2 separate regions of the Rattus norvegicus genome follow, and region 2 is linked to region 1. Evidence: chromatin contacts called from public Hi-C data. All regions are on one chromosome and are shown on one strand. Each heading gives the region's core, a stretch centred on a gene start, on an enhancer-like site or on the middle of the called end of the contact. The rest is flanking DNA. Distances are from core to core; before and after follow the strand shown.

Region 1 (3,728 bases), core at 785-3,284:
AATGTTAACATGGAACTCCCTGTAGAAAAGAACTTTGGTTTTGATTTCATTTATTTATGAAAAGAGATTTTAGATTCTATGAGCCATGGGCCATCACTCATGCTTGCTCTCTTACAGTGTGTCTCTGTCCTTACAGGCTTATAAGGAGCGATGCTACCTGTGGCGTCAGTATTGTGTTCAGACACGCAGAAAACTCGAGGCCCCAAAATAATCCAACATTTAATCAACAGCTGAAAAGTTTTTGCACAGTCGACGGTTTACATTTTAGCATGGCCACTCCTTCCAACAAGAAAATTTCCCCATATTTGGCGGATGCGGTGTACGAACTCAGCCTCTGCTTCTCTTTGATGGACAAGGAGAGCAGCTGGTAACCGTCACGGTGTCACATAGCTTCAAAGCTGGATGACTGACCTTAGGTTGCCTCTCTTCTCTTTTCCAAGTGCTCCCAATCTCTTCAACCCTTTCACTGTAGTTCAGTTTGCTGTTTTCTCTGTCTCTGACTCTACCAAAATTGAGGAGCTCCAAACTGAAAAGTATTTTCTTGTTATAACACAACTAGTACCAAATATGGAAAATACCATCTATTTGTCTATCTGCTCATCGGCTAAGTGATCATGGAGAGTCTCTCTCCCACCCCTCTACATCAGAGAAGTCAGGTGCATCTTGCCAATAAAGTTGTTGGATTTCAGAGAACATGAGGCAAGGTTTGTCATAAAACCATGACATCAGTAGTGAAAGAGTTTCTCAGATGGGAGGAGGGTCGAAGGCCAAGAAATAAGCAATGGGCTGTCAGCTAGCTAAACCATCATCTATGAAACCTAGTTTTGCCTTTTTATGCACTTCTTATCAAGAAATCCTGCCTCCCTATGTGCCTGTGCATATGCATGGGCATATATGTATGTGTTCATGTGTACATGCATGTGTGTATTCATTTGAGGTATTTCCTTATCTTTTGTTAATCATAAACAAAAAAACTCTGTGTGTGTGTGTGTGTGTGTGTGTGTGTGTGTGTGTGTGTGTAGGAAGATCAAGTCAGCCTTGGGTGTCCGTCCTTACATCTGCCTTGAGACAGAGTCTTGTTTTCTGCTATGTACTTCCAGCTGCCCAGGATCAAGGATTTCTTTCTCTCCATCCCTTTACTCACTATAGAGGCACTGGATTACAGAGCGGAGTGGGTTTGGGGGAGTCCAATATCAGGACCTCCCATCTGATGGGAAGCCATTTACTCACTGAGCTGCCTTCTCTGCCCCTCTTTTCCCAGTTTTAAATATGCATAACTTCTTCATTAAATCTTACGTTTTATTTTGTTCCACAAAAGCATCAGACTCATGAAGTTCTCCACATATTAAAGTAAGAAACTTACTGTTTAAAGAGTCTCGGGATCCTCTAATCCACTCTTAGGTTCTCAGCTCTGCCTGGTTACTTTGTTCCTTCCTTCTCAGGTAGTAAACGTAACAACCAGAGCACAGTTGAGAATATCAAACAGGAACAATGACTTTAGGTGCATGTGACCTCCAAACTGTGAAGCCATAGAGAAGAAAAGGAAAAAAAGTTATCAAATGATTTTAAAAAAAATGGCACAGAACCTGGACTAAAATTTTCAACAGTGCAAAATTTGAGGTGTTTCTCTTTTGGAGATGAGCCATAAGTTGTGTTTCATCAAAAGTAAAGAAGTCACTTTTGAAAACTGTCCCCACAGCGTAGGGAAGGGGAAAAGCCCAGACTCACAACTTCCAAAGGCGCTCTTTATTCGCGCGTCTACGTGAGAAATAAACCCCAGTCAAAGAGGGTAGACAGAGCCTTCCTGACTCAGACAAGCAGCAGCAGGCAGGCAGAGTCACGGCCAACCTGCTTGGCAAATTAATGTTCGAAAATATTATGTCTCAAGCGTAGGAAGTCTGCAGGCGGAGTGTTTGCGGTGTTATCAGACAAGAATCTCTGTGTACCTGGACTCGGTGTACACTTCTCTTCAAACCCAAGGCTTCGCACTGAGTTATGTCAACATATGACTCAAAAGGGCCGGAAAGGGAAAAACAGGCACAAAGAAGGCCGTGGAGACAAGCGCAAACAAAAACACAAGCCAAAGTAAGCCTGCCTGTTCTGAGAACTGGGAGCGCTTCTTTTTAAACCAAAGGTGGAAAAAATGGACTCTATACCTTCCAATGACCTTTCATCTCATCTCAAGGGGATAAAAAGATACCAAGAAAATATATAGTATTCTAAAAGATAAGTAAAATTTCCTTTTAATCCAAACTATTTTCAGAAAATGCTAGTCATGGGGCGTGGGACGTGACTCACGTAAGTGCTTGCCGTGCAAGCATGAAGATGCCCAGAGTTCAATACCTAGAATTCACATGAAAAAGCTGGATGGGGCATGCACAGCTGTAATCCTCAGAATGGAGCTCACTGGTCGGCCAGCCTAGCCTGACCATGGAGCTCCAGGCCAACAGAGTGACAGAATGTGAGGAACACTATGTGAGATTGTCTGCTAGTCTCTGTGTGCACATGCATTAGATATTAGTTATGCATAGTATAGTCTCTAAGCTCTACCAGGAATTGGTGCTCATTTCCTGAGCAGTCTATATACACAATTCTTCCATTGTTAAAACAATGAGAGGTAAGTGATTGACAGGGGTTGGTCTCCCTACTAGCATGAACCTCGCCAAGAAAGACTATGCAGATAGCAGGCGCTCATATTTGCCTCAAATATTATGTGCTTCCTTCTAGTACCCTGTACGCTTCCACATTTAAAATGAACTTATGTGTGTAAGAGGGATACTTTTGTAAAATAGGAACCCTTAATTTCTCTTACTATGTGGCCAAAATTATGCCCACCAGAAATGCTGACTGCAAAGGAAAATATCTTATCTTCCTAACGCACAATAGTAATTGTATCTTACCAAAAATGCAATTATTTCTGTTTGTTTTTAAGTGTCACTGCTGAATAAAGGCTATGAGCCTGCTGGCCAGAGACTGAATTGAAAGTGACTTTTAAATAAAGCACATAGCTGTGTGAATACAAGAAAGACATTTACATAGCTACATGATGACCTAATCCCAGAGATGACTAGAAAAAGGAAAGGATGATCAAAATACTAGGAAAATGTTATCTGCTTTGCTTGACAATTTAGAAAACCCAATGTTCTCAGCCTTAATATAAGATGACGTTATGCAATAATTTGCAACACATATAATAAACTCCTCAGTCCCAATTTGTCTGGCTCTAGAGATAAAACTGATGGCGTAAAGATTTGAATGTAAATGAGAAACAGGAAAGGCTGGCTATGGGTGGGCAGATGGCAAACTCTATTCAATTAAGCAAGATTGACTTCAGCATTCAACCAGGAGTTTAAGATCCTAATTGGAATCTAACAAGACACTTTTCCCTCCTCCCTTTCATCCTCAAAAAATCAAATCTAATATTTTTCATGTTCTATTGTATCTTGGGCAAGGTTCCTAAATATTTCACATATGTTCCTAGTGACATTTTGTACTCAGAAGGGGTAATGAAATGTTAGCGATTGTGAAATGCTAACGGTCCAGGCATGCTATGTAACAACAATTTGTGTTTCCCAATCTGATAAACTGAGAAGGTCAAAAAAAATGTGACTTTTCTTATTTTAACCAGACAATTATGGAGCAAAATGAGCCGCTAGCTGTCCAGTGTCTTCTCCATGACTTTATTATAGAAGCAGCTTAACAAGTTGCAAATGAAACGATAACAGTGA
Region 2 (4,097 bases), core at 646-3,145, 170 kb before region 1:
CAAAACAAAACAGCAACAAAACAAAAAACAAACAAAAACAGAAAAAGAAAATAGAATGATCGGTGTATAGAGTCGGAGGTGCTTCATGTGTTAGATCTTATCCTAGTGGTAAACTTTGTAGGGAAGGAATTATTAGCTGCAATTCTCACACAAATCCACAGAAAGGTCATAATCTTCCCAGCACGTGGCAGAGCCAACATCCAGATCTTGTCTTCTTCTTCTTCCTTACCACGTTGGTGCTTCCTGCTCCTCACATGTGACACAGAGCTACTCTTCCAACTTTCCTCATGGTATGTCAGGAAGATGCATGGCCCCACCACCTACGAAATATTTTGTAACTGCCAAACACAGTGGGCAAAATTTTGTTTATGGCACCTCGGCCAAGTCTGGTTTCAATACATGCTTGGATCACTTGTCCACCCTTCACATGTTACACGAGGGTGAGGGCTCAGAGAAGCACATCCAGGGTGGCCGAGAGTGACCTTTAGCTGCAGTCTTTGGTACCCTGCCACTTCAGCTGTTTGTCTGTACAGCCCTCTGATGTCTCCCCCACCAGTAAAAGTTTATGTCAGTTGTATGTTGACGACAGGCTTCAGACCTCAGCAAGTTCCAACACAGGCTACTACAACATGGTTGAAATAAACCGCACTCCACACTGCGCCCAGACACTTAGAAGAAATGTAGGGTGACTTCTAAAAGATTGCCTTGGATAAATAAGGCCCGAGCTTGTACCTTTCCAGATGACCAGCCAGGAAGCCCAGGTGCAAGTGAATCAGCAGACGGGGTCCTCTCAGCTGAGACAGCACAGGGCCCGTGTGTCCATAGGCAGCTGGGCAGCGGTTGGACTCTTGGCTGGGTTAAGCTTCAGATGTGGCCTGGCTGGGGCTGATTCAGGGAGAAAGGCTGCTTCCCCCCTGAGTCATGCGGCTGGCTTCAGCCTGGGTTCTGCTTAGGTAACTTGCCCAGTGTTCGTGGGCTTCTGCAGCTGACAGCTGAGTCCAATGTGGCGGGACAAGTGGTCCTCCAGAGGGATGGGGAGTGGTAGTGTGTGGCAAGAGGAAGGATGAGTTACTATTTAAAAGACTCAATCAACACAGAGAGGTTTCTGAGAAAGGAAAAAAAAAAAAGAAATTCATCAGATGAACTGAAATGCAGATAGAAACCAGAGGGAGGTTTACCTGTGGTAGAGAGCTCTTTCCAACAGGCATTCCACCACACAAGCTGGACTTACAGAAGACCCTGGCCCACAGTCGTAACAGTAAAATTAGCCAAACAATATAGCAAAAGCTAGGTTTGTGGCAAGGATGACAGGCAAAGGAGAGGCTCATTAGACCTTTACCTGATATGGCCAAGTGTCTCTTGTCTTTCTTTCTTTCTTTTTTGGTTTATTTATTTAGTATACATTGTTCTGTCTACATGTGTGCCTTCAGGCCAGAAGAGAGCATCAGATCTCATTATAGATGATTATAAGCCAACACGTGGTTGCTGGGAATTGAACTCAGGACCTCTGGAAAAACAGCTGGTGCTCTTAACCTCTGAGCCATTTTTCCAGCCCCATCTCTTGTCTTTTAACTGTATATAGTCTTGGGTGGGGTCAAGTTTGGGGTTTCTAGAATTTATATTGTTAGAACTCAGACCTTTCGGGATCTGCTGCTAAGAGCCTATAGATCTGGCCTCACCCACTGCAGTCTCTTTCCCCTCATAGCTACTATAAAAGCTGACAGGTCACATACTACTCTCCCAAAGAGCCAGATCTCAACCCCACCCCACCTCAGGGTCCATGGATGCTTAACTGCGGTCACCTATTAACTTAGCCCCACTCCCCTGTCCTGAGTCTCTGTGACCCCTGTCATGTATCATAAGTCACTTATTAACCAAGCTGTTTCCTCACAGTCCAGTGTCCCCATTGCCCCCCAGAAACCTTTCAGAGTAAACAGTGAACTTTGTCTTCCAGGACTGATGCCTCTCACTGCAGACCCCTGTCATACTATTTACTGCTGTGTCAATACACCTGTCCCCTGAAGGAAATTTTGTTCAGGACCTTTCTGTTGGATCCTCTTTCTCCTCCTCCAAAAACCTAACATACATAGACAACAGATGGTTTCCTGGAGGTAGAGACTCCTTCATAATACAGCAATTTTGAGTCATCATCCACACTAGGATGAGACTTTTAGTCATGCACTAGCCTTTGAGTCACTATACTCCCGAAATAAATCAATAAATTTACAAATTCATTGGCTCACTAAGTTGAATGGATTAGTTGTTGTTGTTGTTGCTGCTGCTGCTGCTGCTGCTGTTATTGTTGTTGGGTCTCTTGGTTTGTACTATCTGGGATGCAAAGATATTTTTTCATGCTTCTTTCCAGAAGGAAAGTCAGTGTCAAATGTCTGCAGACAGCTGCTATAGGCTGCTTCCTCATGTGTGACATGGGGTGACTTGCATCCTTGCTTTGGTGGCAGTTACAGGACTCCTTCTGTGGATGATAACACAGACAGGGAAAGGCAGGATAGAGCATTTCCAGGGGAAATGCTGATGTGGTCACTTTCCCCTGTGTGGTAACAGGCTGACATGGCTTCACGCTGTGGTGGCAGTTGTATGGCTCTTGCTATGGGTGATAAGACGTGCAACTGTGGTGTGACTAAAGAGGCCTTTGATGCCTACTTCACTAGACAAGATAGATGGCCTTGGCTGGAGAGTAAAGATAACTTAGGAGGACCCCGGGACTCTTTCGAGCTTGCTAGTGGCTTTCCTGGTGGGGCACGATCTCTCTGCCTGATTTGGAGACGTAGAGTAGCTTATAAATTGGGCTTATAAGTTCTAAAGTAATCAAGAAGGTCTGGGACCAAACAAAAACAGACACAAGGGGCTGATCTGAGTCACCTTAGAACAAATAGAGCAGAATTTGTGGTGAACTGTGTTTCCCACAGGGGATAAATGAACAAAAACACAAAGGCTGTGCTTGTGAGACCCTGGAAGTTGTTCAAACTCAAGCAACATTCACCAAAAGTAGGAATGACAGAAAGAACCTTTCCTTCTACACGTTGTTCCTGCTTCTGTGAAGAGGGGAGTCTTGTGTGCTGGGGATTACCTCAGCTGCTTCCCTGAGGAGACGGCCTGCAGAGGCAGCCTAGGCAAAACAACCAGAGATCACAACTGGTTGATCTGTAGAGCTGTTGGTCCCTGGCTGGTGTGTGGAAGACTTGGGCTTTGATGGACGCTGGAGTTGAGTATATCTTAATTTATGGCAGTACCCAGAGAGTCCCAGGACCAGTGGGCAGTGACTGACCAATATGCAGCTAGAACTCTGTTGATGACAAGATTAAGCGTGCCTGAGGACGAGGTAGCTATTCCCCCTGAACATATTGTGTACATTTCTTCCCTGCAGCTCTAAGTACTGAGTGGACATGTTCCCAGAACACACCCTGCTTAGGAGAATTCTTTTAGGGGGTTGAAATCGAAAAGACAGTCATGTACCATTGGGTGAAATGAGACCCAGTAAGAATAGAGATTAGAGAAGGTATAGAGACCTAACTGAGGTCTCTTCAACAAAGAAGGTAAAAGCCCCCATCTGGATAATAACCAGTGTTATTTTGACAGAACAAATGATATGCGTTATGGAATCTTCTCATGGTGTAGTAGACCTTGCTTGTTTGTTGTTTACTGCTCTAATTGGTGGCAGGAATCTGGGAGAGCTGTACCTAAAAATAAGGATGACTGAAGTCTTAGGCAATAGCTAACTTTAGTCAGAGCATCAGACAATTTATACTCTGGGGGTTGAAAAGAGTCCCCTGAGTTACAATCACAAGGACAAGTGGCATGTGGCAAAAACATGGTTTTTCATAGAGGCATAAAAACTAATAGCTAGCCATAATGAGTGATCTGAAGTGACTCCTATCCCTGGGATAGGAGCTTGAGAGCACGTTCCAAGAACAACCAGTGTTATGGAGAAACAGAGATGACAAGACTTTCGTTTACTCAGAGTTTGCTCATAAGGTCTCAGAAAATCTCCACAGCTTGAGTCATGGACCATGTTCTTGCTAATTAAAAAATTGTTACTTTTATTAATTTGTATTCCCTTCAGCTTCCAAGCCCTAGGA

Evidence for each region. Hi-C and Micro-C count contacts between places; a contact is called where the count stands out from the background.
Region 2: a Hi-C map of liver shows a contact between it and region 1, with 7 times the contacts expected there. The contact joins two enhancer-like sites. A contact is called at or near these places in 3 of 12 Hi-C or Micro-C datasets (hepatocytes, kidney and liver).

What each region holds. Positions count from the first base shown.
Region 1 is chr9:80,780,782-80,784,509 of GRCr8, reverse strand. It overlaps LOC134480293 (a long non-coding RNA gene), which reads left to right. Exons shown (of 3, transcript XR_010054664.1): 3 at 137-1,255. Among named protein-coding and RNA genes, the nearest start is that of Fn1, 69 kb to the right of the region's middle. Within about 2 kb of position 2,034, at least 7 of the 93 cell types and tissues checked have an H3K27ac peak or open chromatin away from gene starts, as enhancers often do. A contact at or near this core is called in hepatocytes and liver, where this site is marked.
Region 2 is chr9:80,952,604-80,956,700 of GRCr8, reverse strand. No RefSeq gene overlaps it. Among named protein-coding and RNA genes, the nearest start is that of Fn1, 240 kb to the right of the region's middle. Within about 2 kb of position 1,895, at least 9 of the 93 cell types and tissues checked have an H3K27ac peak or open chromatin away from gene starts, as enhancers often do. A contact at or near this core is called in hepatocytes and liver, where this site is marked.